Regions from separate parts of the Ovis aries genome. Here region 1 is linked to region 2. The links are chromatin contacts, called in public Hi-C maps. All regions are on one chromosome and are shown on one strand. The core of a region is the stretch at or near the end of the contact, and the rest is flanking DNA. Distances in the headings are between cores, read along the strand shown. Region 1 holds the start of SOCS1 (suppressor of cytokine signaling 1). Region 2 overlaps CLEC16A (C-type lectin domain containing 16A).

Region 1 (4,937 bases), core at 857-3,356, 260 kb before region 2:
TGGGCGGGTTCTTTGCCGCTAGTGCCACTTGGGAAGAACCTAACACATCACAGGTAACAGTAAATGAAATGAAGAAGGGGGCTCCGTGGGGATGGGTGGGCATGTGGCAACAAGTAGGGGGTCAGAGGAGGAGGTCCTAGTGCTCAGGAATAAGAGGGAACTCTTCGAAACAGCCATCTGGGCTGTCAATGAGTGGTAGGGGGCATATGGGCCATCAGACATAGATCTGCTCTGGGCAAGGAGACATGCTGGCAGGAAGACAAGTCACGCAGGAGCCAGCCCAGCCTGGCTGCCTTCTCTGGGCCTGGACCACCCGCCTCCAGCTCGAGTGAGAAGGAGGTGCTGTGTCTCCCCGCTGCCAGCAGCCAGGGGCCTGGTTAACCCCCATGCAACGCTCTCCTTTCACTCCACCCATGCTGTCTATGGCCTGCTTTCCTCGCACTAGGACTTCTAACATGAAGCCATGAGCTCCAATATGCTGTCACAGCTGCTGACGGCCGCCGATGAACAACAGCAGCAAAAGCAATCACCTACTGAATGCCTCTGATGCACCAGGGACTGGTGTAAGCACATGACCCCTAATCACTCTTTTAATCCCCACACTCTGAGGGAGATGTTATTACCCCCTTCAGAGATGAGGAAACCAGGCAAGGGAGTTAATTACACGTCCAAAGTCAGAGGGACAGAAAGTTGCAAAATTAGAATTGGAAACTAGGCAGACTGCGGCCAGAGTCCAGCTTCCAACCACTGCTTTGTGCTGCTACCCATTGCAGGGCAGCCCCCCGCAGGCGCTCCGGGCTGACCACAGCACCCGAACACTGGCACAGGCATGGCTCTGCACCTTCTCATGCCCTTGCACACACACACACACACCCCCAGGACGACCACATCAACGACCAACATCAGCTGCTGCCAACACACACACACACACACACGCACAGACACCCCCCCCCAGGGACGACCACATCAACGACCAACATCAGCTGCTGCCACACACACACACACCCCCAGGACGACCACATCAACGCCCAACATCAGCCGCTGCCAACACACACACACACACACACACACGCACGCACACACCCCCCCCCAGGACGACCACATCAATGACCAACATCAGCTGCTGCCACACACACACACACACACACACACCCCAGGACGACCACATCAACGACCAACATCAGCTGCTGCCAACACACACACACACACACACACCCCAGGACGACCACATCAACGACCAACATCAGCTACTGTCACACACACACACAGACACACACACACACCCCAGGACGACCACATCAACGCCCAACATCAGCCGCTGCCAACACACACACACACACACACACACACACACACGCACGCACACACCCCCCCCCCAGGACGACCACATCAACGACCAACATCAGCTGCTGCCAACACACACACACACACACACCCCAGGACGACCACATCAACGACCAACATCAGCTGCTGTCACACACACACACAGACACACACACACACACACACACCCCAGGACGACCACATCAACGACCAACATCAGCTGCTGCCACACACACACACACACACACACACACACACACACCCCTAGGACAACCACATCAACGACCAACATCAGCTGCTGCCACACACACACACACACACACATCCCTAGGACGACCACATCAACGACCAACATCAGCTGCTGCCACACACACACACACACACACACACACACACACACACACACCCAGGACGACCACATCAACAACCAACATCAGCTGCTGCCACACACACACACAGACACACACACACGGATTCCGGGAGACAGTGGGATCCTACACAAGGTGGGTTCTGGGCCATGCTCTTGTGTTCACCAGGAAACACGGGGATCCTGGGCTCTGCCCGGGGTCAGGGGAGGAAAGCGCCAGGGAGGCTGGCAGGAGGACCTGGCGCCAGGGCTAGGAGCCAAGCGGCAAAGCTGCGCTGCGGCCTGAGAGTTGCCTGTAGAGGGCAGTGTGTGCCAGCATTGGGCAGGACCCTGCCAAACCTAGCTACTCCGCCTGACCCCTCCAGGCTGTGAGATTCACCACCCACCAGCCGGCCCCCAAGCTCATTTGTTCTTTCTTTCGTTCAGAAATACATGTACTAGCTAGGCACCTACTCCATGCCCTTCTATGACAGACAGCATCATACACAAACGAACAAACCGTTACGGGTACCCCATCATTCCAAGACCCGAGGTATGAGTGTGGGGAGGGAGCAGCTGGGGGCAGGGGGGTGGGATCTGTAAGAGAGGAGGGAGGAAGAGGAGGGGCTGGCCAGGAAAGCTCAGAGTAGGCTTCTGCAATGATCACATCTGAAAATGAACTCTCTTTCCCCTGGGCTCCAAAGTGCATTTAGAGGTGCCCAGTTGCTCCCTTCTCTCCCCCAAATAAAAGCGAGCAGGGTGTGCCTCGTTTGGAGCTCCCCCTCTGCCAGTCACCGGGCCTCAGTTTCTCCAGCTATCTGGCAGGAGAAAAGGCAGGCCAAGGCCGCCGGGGACCTTGCCAGGCCCCACCCGGTTTCCAAGGAACTGGGCTCGCAGTCGAGGTACCCCTCCCGCGCAGCCAAAGGGTTCCTCCGAAGCCTGTGGTCAACCCGCCGCTTCCTGGGAACCCTAAGACAAGACCAGGGACAGAGACAGGCAGGGAGGGATGCGGATGCGGCCATCTAGAGGCTCCAGGACGAGGGGGGGCAGGGCGATGGAGGCAGCAGTCCCGAGGGGTCCCAGGTGAGACCCCAGGATAGGGTGGATGTGTCCGGCTCCAGAGTAGAGGACAGAGGTCTACCAGAGATGGGTGCTGAGACACCTGGCGGAGGTGACTGGTGTGTCAGGGCCAGTCCGGAGTATCCTAATGGGCTTGCCTGAAGAAATCTGCGACCGAAGGCAGTGGGGGCACCGGAGAGCCGCCAGGTCCGAAAGGGAGGGTGCTGAGAAGTGCCCCGGAGATTCAAGGGCAGTGCTAGAGACCTTGACAGACCGGTCCTAGACAGGTGCGAGGCTAGGTCAGGGCTGGGGGACCTCCCCGAGGAGGGGTCCCGGATTTGTGGGAAAAGTCGAGTAGCGCCCGCCACCGCGGTGCGCAGAAAAAGAAACCGAAAGTGGCGCGGAAGGGCGGGCCTGGAGGGGGCGGAGCCGGCAGGGGCGGGGCCTCGCAAGCCCCAAGCCTCAGAGCCGGTTTAAAAGACTGGTGCAGGGGCGGGCGCGCAGCAGAAAGAGCTGCGGCCGTGGCAGCTGCACGGCTCCCGGCCCCGGAGCATGCGCGAGAGCCGCCCCGGAGACCCCCGCCGCCCCGCCCGCGGCGCCCCGCGCCCCGCCGCCAGGTGAGACGGACGCTGGGCGACGAAGCTAGAGGGAGAGGGGAGGAACGCACGGGACCGCCCGGGGCCGGGGCGGCCTCGGGGGCTGCGTGGTGGGGTCGCGGCCGCCACGCCCCTGGCCCCTGCGGGCCCCAGCCTGGCGGACCCCGCGCTTGGGGTACCCGCAGCGCCGCTTTCTCCTGCTTTTTTGCCCGAATCGCCCGGACGAGGCGCCCGTTCCCGCCCTGGCCGGCAGGCGGCAGCCGCGGGGCGGTGAGCCGAGGACCCGGTGGCCCGAGTCCGGGACAGGCTTCTGCTCGGCGCTTCTCTCCACGCCCCCTTCTCGACTCGGACTCGGAGGCGGCACAGCGCGCCGCCGAGCTCCCACCCGCCAGCAAGCCCATTTTCTAGATGAGTCCACTGAGGCTCAAAGGGCCGCGCGGACGCAGGCTTGAGCCCTCGGCCCTTTAGGAGCGGCTCAGCCCAGGGCCCCGCCCCTCCCGAGCTGCCTCGCGGGCCCTCACCTGCCCAGTCTCACCCGGACTCCCTGCTCACTGCCTGTCTCCCCCATCAGCGCACCCCCGGACGCTATGGCCCACCCCTCCGGCCGGCCCCGCGTGTAGGATGGTAGCACACAACCAGGTGGCAGCCGACAATGCAATCTCTACGGCAGCAGAGCCCAGACGGCGGCCAGAGCCTTCTTCCTCCTCCTCTTCTTCTTCCACCTCCTCGCCCTCGTCCGCGGCCCCGGCGCGCCTGCGGCCCTGCCCGGCGGCCGCGGCCCCGGCCCCCGGCGATACACACTTTCGCACGTTCCGCTCGCACGCCGAGTACCGGCGCATCACCCGCGCCAGCGCGCTCCTCGACGCCTGCGGCTTCTACTGGGGGCCCCTGAGCGTGCACGGAGCGCACGAGCGGCTGCGCGCCGAGCCCGTGGGCACCTTCCTGGTGCGCGACAGCCGACAGAGGAACTGCTTCTTCGCCCTCAGCGTGAAGATGGCCTCGGGCCCCACGAGCATCCGCGTGCACTTCCAGGCCGGCCGCTTCCACCTGGACGGTAGCCGCGAGAGCTTCGACTGCCTCTTCGAGCTGCTGGAGCACTACGTGGCGGCTCCGCGCCGCATGCTGGGGGCCCCGCTGCGCCAGCGCCGCGTGCGGCCGCTGCAGGAGCTGTGCCGCCAGCGCATCGTGGCCACCGTGGGCCGCGAGAACCTGGCGCGCATCCCCCTCAACCCCGTCCTCCTCGACTACCTGAGCTCCTTCCCCTTCCAGATCTGACCGGCCGCGCACCGCAGCATTAACTGGGCCCCCCCGCCCCTTATTATTTTCTATTATTAATTATTATTTCCCCTGGACCATGTGGGTGCCCTCCCCACCTGCGTTGGAGGGAGCGGGCGTAGGGGGCGAGGCGCCTCCGGCCCTGGGCTGGAGACCAGGCCGCAGATCCCTCCCCACCTCTTGAGGGGTGCCCTCTCCTGGTGCTCCCTCTGGGTCCCCCTGGTTGTCGTAGCAGCTTAACTTAAAACTGTATGTGGGACCAGGGCCTGAACTCGTACCTCCTACCTCTTCATGTTTACATATACTCAGTATCTTTGCACAAACCAGGGGTTGGGGGA
Region 2 (4,509 bases), core at 670-3,169:
CCAGGCCCTATGAGTGGATCAGCCTCATGCTCAACAGGGACAAAGATCTGAAATAGCCAATGGGGCCTGTTCCCCTCCCCCAGAGCGGTTATCTGCTGCAAAAAGCACTCTAGATCCAAGACCTTTTGTTTCTACTATGATTATTACTCAAGTAATAGATGGTCACTGGAAGGGACACACAACTAAAGAAGAAAATAAGAGCAAAAAGAAATCAAAGTCTCCTACAGTCCTACCACTAACAGATAAACAGTATGTTATTTCCACATGGAGGTGATGGAATTCAAGTTGAGCTATTTCAAATCCTAAAAGATGATGCTGTGAAAGTGCTGCACTCAATATGCCAGCAAATTTGGTAAACTCAGAAGTGGCCATAGGACTGGAAAAGGTCAGTTTTCATTTCAATCCCAAAGAAAGGCAATGCCAGACAATGCTCAAACCACCTCACAATTGCACTCATCTCACACACTAGTAAAGTAATGCTCAAAATTCTTCAAGCCAGGCTTCAGCAGTATGTGAACTGTGAACTTCCAGATGTTCAAGCTGGATTTAGAAAAGGCAGAGGAACCAGGGATCATATTGCCAACATCCATAGGATCATCGAGAAAGCAAGAGAGTTCCAGAAAAACATCTACTTCTGCTTTATTGACTATGCCAAAGCCTTTGACTGTGTGGATCACAATAAACTGTGGAAAATTCTTGAACAGATGAGAATACCAGACCACCTAACCTGCCTCTTGAGAAATCTGTATGCAGGCCAGGAAGCAACAGTTAGAACTGGACATGGAACAACAGACTGGTTCCAAATAGGAAAAGGAGTACGTCAAGGCTGTATATTGTCACCCTGCTTATTTAACTTATATGGAGAGTATATCATAAGAAACACTGGGCTGGAAGAAGCACAAGCTGGAATCAAGATTGCTGAGAGAAATATCAATAACCTCAAACAGACAGATGACACCACCCTTATGGAAGAAAGTGAAGAAGAACTAAAGAGCCTCTTAATGAAAATGAAAGAGGGGAGTGAAAAAGTTGGCTTAAAGCTCAACATTCAGAAAACTAAGATCATGGCATGACAAATAGATGGGGAAACAGCGGAAAGCTTGTCAGATTTTATTTTTTTGGGCTCCAAAATCACTGCAGATGGTGACTGCAGCCATGAAATTAAAAGACACTTACTCCTTGGAAGAAAAGTTATGACCAACCTAGATAGCATATTGAAAAGCTGAAAACCTTTGCCAACAAAGGTCCGTCTAGTCAAGGCTATGGTTTTTCCAGTGGTCATGTATGGATGTGAGAGTTGGACTATAGAAAGAGTTTGAGTGCTGAAGAATTGGTACTTCTGAACTGTGGTGTTGGAGAAGACTCTTGAGTGTCCCTCGGACTGCAAGGAGATCCAATCAGTCCATCCTAAAGGAAATCAGTTCTAAATATTCATTGTAAGGACTGATGCTGAAGCTGAAACTCCAATACTCTGGCCACCTGATGCGAAGAACTGACTCATTTGAAAAGACCCTGATGCTGGGAAAGACTGAGGGTAGGAGGAGAAGGGGACGACAGAGGATGAGATGGTTGGATGGCATCACCGACTTCATGGGCATGAATCTGAACAGACTCTGGGAGATAGTGAAGGACAGGGAAGCCTGGCGTGCTGCAAACCATGGGTCACAAAGAGTCAGACATGACTGAGCGACTGAACACATGGATTTAAAAATCCAATAGAACTGATGAAGAGACAATAAAACACAGCAGCTCCTGGCCCCGCCTCCCCCAGCCCTGCCTACTCTCCAGAGGAAGCAGTTTCAAACCTTTTAGGGGTTTCTGTGGATAGTTCCTCCCTCTATTTTGCGATCTGCAAGGACCTCTATTTTGTGATCGAGCCATTTTAGACAGTACACAAGGACCTCCCTTGATAATAGAATTCTGTGTTCCCTCCGCCCCTCCCCACCCAGCAGTCATCAGCAACTGGTGTTGACATTATAACCAGTCACTGCAGAGTCACGTGGAGGACCAGGAGTTCACTTTCTTCCTTGAATAACTTTCGGTTCTTTCTGGAGCTGTGTCTCATCAGGTCTCATATCCATGACTATTCATATCTATATTCCTTTTTTTTTTCAATCGCTCAGTCCTGTTTGACTCTCTGTGACCCCGGCAAGGACTATAACCCACCACGCTTCTCTGTCCATGGGATTTCCCAGGCAAGAATACCATAGTGCGTTGCCTATGCCAAGGGATCTTCCCAACCCAGGGATCGAACCCGAGTCTCTTGAATCTCCTGCATTGGCAGGTGAATTATTTACCACTGAGCCTCCTGTGAAGCCTTATCCATATCTATATGGGTCCTCATTCTCCCAACTGATCTGTGATCCACAGAACCTTACTTCTTTGCCAATGTGGAAGCTAATATTTTCTCTCTCTCTAGCCCTCTGCAGCTCCAAGAGACCTTCCTGAGTCCCTTTATCGTCCTGACCCCATCTAGGTGTACTTCTCACCAGACCCGTGCAGAGCTGTCACTCTGGGGCAGTGGTTCTCAACTGATACAATTTTTCCTTAAAGGAGACCTCTGTCTGGAGACAGTTTTTGTCTTCACAATTGGAAAAGGGCACTACTGGCGTCTAGTGGGTGGAGGCCAGGGGTGCTGCTAAACATCCTATGACACATGGGATGCCCCACCATGAAGCATTATCTAGCTGAAGAGAGGCACAGTGCAGAGTTTGAGAAATCTTGTTCTGAGACGTCTATTTATCATCTTAATTTTTTCTTGAACAGATTTACTGATATAGAATTCACATACCAAAATCGTTACCCAAAGTACACAATTTAATGGCTCAGATGGCAAAGAATCTGCCTGCAATGCAGGAGACCTGGGCTTGATCCCTGGGTCTGGAAGACCCCCTGGAGCAGGAAATGGCAACCCACTCCAGTATTCTTGCCTGGAGAATTCCATGGACAGAGGAGACTGGTGAGCTACAGTCCATGGGGTCTCAAAGAGTTAGACATGACTGAGTGACTAACACATATGCACAGTTTTCCAACCATTATCACAATCAACCTTAGGATATTTTTATCCCCTCACCTCAAAAAAGCCCAGGCAGTCATTTTCCATTTCCGCACCTCACCCCACACACCCCTCCTCCAACCCTAGGAAACCACTAATCTATTGCTTCTGTGGATCTGCCTATTCTGGGCATTTCATATAAGTAGAATCATATAATGTGTGGCCCCTTGCAACATTTCACTGAGCATAATGCTTTCAAGGTTCACCCAGGGTGTCGCGTAAGTGTCGGTACTTCGGTCCTTTTTATTGCTGAATACTATTCCACTGCAAGCTGTGTCTCATCCATCCTGAGATGGATACCACACGGTGTTTATCCAATCACCAGTGGAAGGTCATCTTCATTTTTTCACCAGCTGCCCAGCACCCTACGGGTGCACTCGATTCATTTACCCTGTTCCTCTCTCAGCGGTACTCAGAGGTATCTCAGCGGTTTCCAACTTTCTATTGCTAAGAATAGTGGAAAGCTGGGTGGAACCTTTCAGAGTATGGAAGTCCATATTCTGCCTACGCACAGGCTGGGGCGGGGGGTGGTGGTTAGTTTTGTTCCAGTGTTGGGCTTTTTTCTCAATGAGAACAGAATTCTCCCCAAAGCATTCTGTCCACCTAACAGGCACCCTGGGGTAGTCACTTACTCTTCATCTGTTTGTACACAGTTATCAAGCTCGATCACGTGGCTCCCAATGAACCAGACCAAATTGGAGAAGTAAGGGACGGCGGTTTTGTCTCTGATATAGTGTAGCATGGCCTGGTTATCCACTGAGAAGATTCACAAAAGAAGAGAAAAAAAGAAAGTCAAGCTACCAAAAATAACTTGGGGGGAGATTAAAAAAAAGAAAATGCATGAAAAAGCCCTTTACTACAATCTGACTCTTTTCTGTCTTGCCTGGAAATACTTTAAAACAGTTGCCTCATTCAGAAAACTATGAAGGTAGTTATATTATTTTTGTAATTAATAAAATCAATGAATCAGGGTTAAACATTGATAGTGCATGAGGAAACCTACTTATCAGCAGTGCATTTAGCTAGACTACAATGAAAACTACACCATTCTCAAGCAAGTTTCTCGTATTTGCATGTAAGGGTAAGTCAAGAAAGCAGAAAACCAGAAGTTATTAACTTACATGACACTGGAATAAGGAACACGGGAATCGTCATTGAAGGAAAGGCAAAAAACAGACAAGAGTTAACAGGGTGAGGAGCTGGGAGGGTGAGACAGTTGCTCAGAGGGGCAGAGGGCTAGGGCAGGAAGCATCTAAACAGAAAGACACAGGTTAGAAGAGACCAGAGAGCAGCAGGCGGCAGGGCTGGGGCTCAGACAGAGCCAGGGTCCAGAGGCCGGTGGGCTGGCCGCCAACCAGTGAGCAGAGCCAGCAGGCCCAGGGGTGAACGGGGCTGTGAGGGCCGTGGCCCCACAGCAGCAATTCTCACTGCCGGTTCACTGCCGCCTTGCACGG

Evidence for each region. Hi-C and Micro-C count contacts between places; a contact is called where the count stands out from the background.
Region 1: a contact with region 2 is called in a Hi-C map of hypothalamus, with 11 times the contacts expected there. The contact joins the promoter of SOCS1 here to the enhancer-like site in region 2. A contact is called at or near these places in 15 of 16 Hi-C or Micro-C datasets (blood, hypothalamus, liver and 7 more).

Annotation. Positions count from the first base shown.
Region 1 is chr24:10,434,312-10,439,248 of ARS-UI_Ramb_v3.0, reverse strand. It overlaps SOCS1 (suppressor of cytokine signaling 1), which reads left to right and starts at 2,106. Exons shown (of 2, transcript XM_042239945.2): 1 at 2,106-2,222; 2 at 3,896-4,937. The coding sequence starts at 2,147. The coding sequence ends at 4,599.
Region 2 is chr24:10,178,126-10,182,634 of ARS-UI_Ramb_v3.0, reverse strand. It overlaps CLEC16A (C-type lectin domain containing 16A), which reads right to left. Exons shown (of 22, transcript XM_060405630.1): 6 at 3,688-3,811. Among named protein-coding and RNA genes, the nearest start is that of CLEC16A, 37 kb to the right of the region's middle. Within about 2 kb of position 1,919, at least 5 of the 54 cell types and tissues checked have an H3K27ac peak or open chromatin away from gene starts, as enhancers often do. A contact at or near this core is called in hypothalamus, where this site is marked.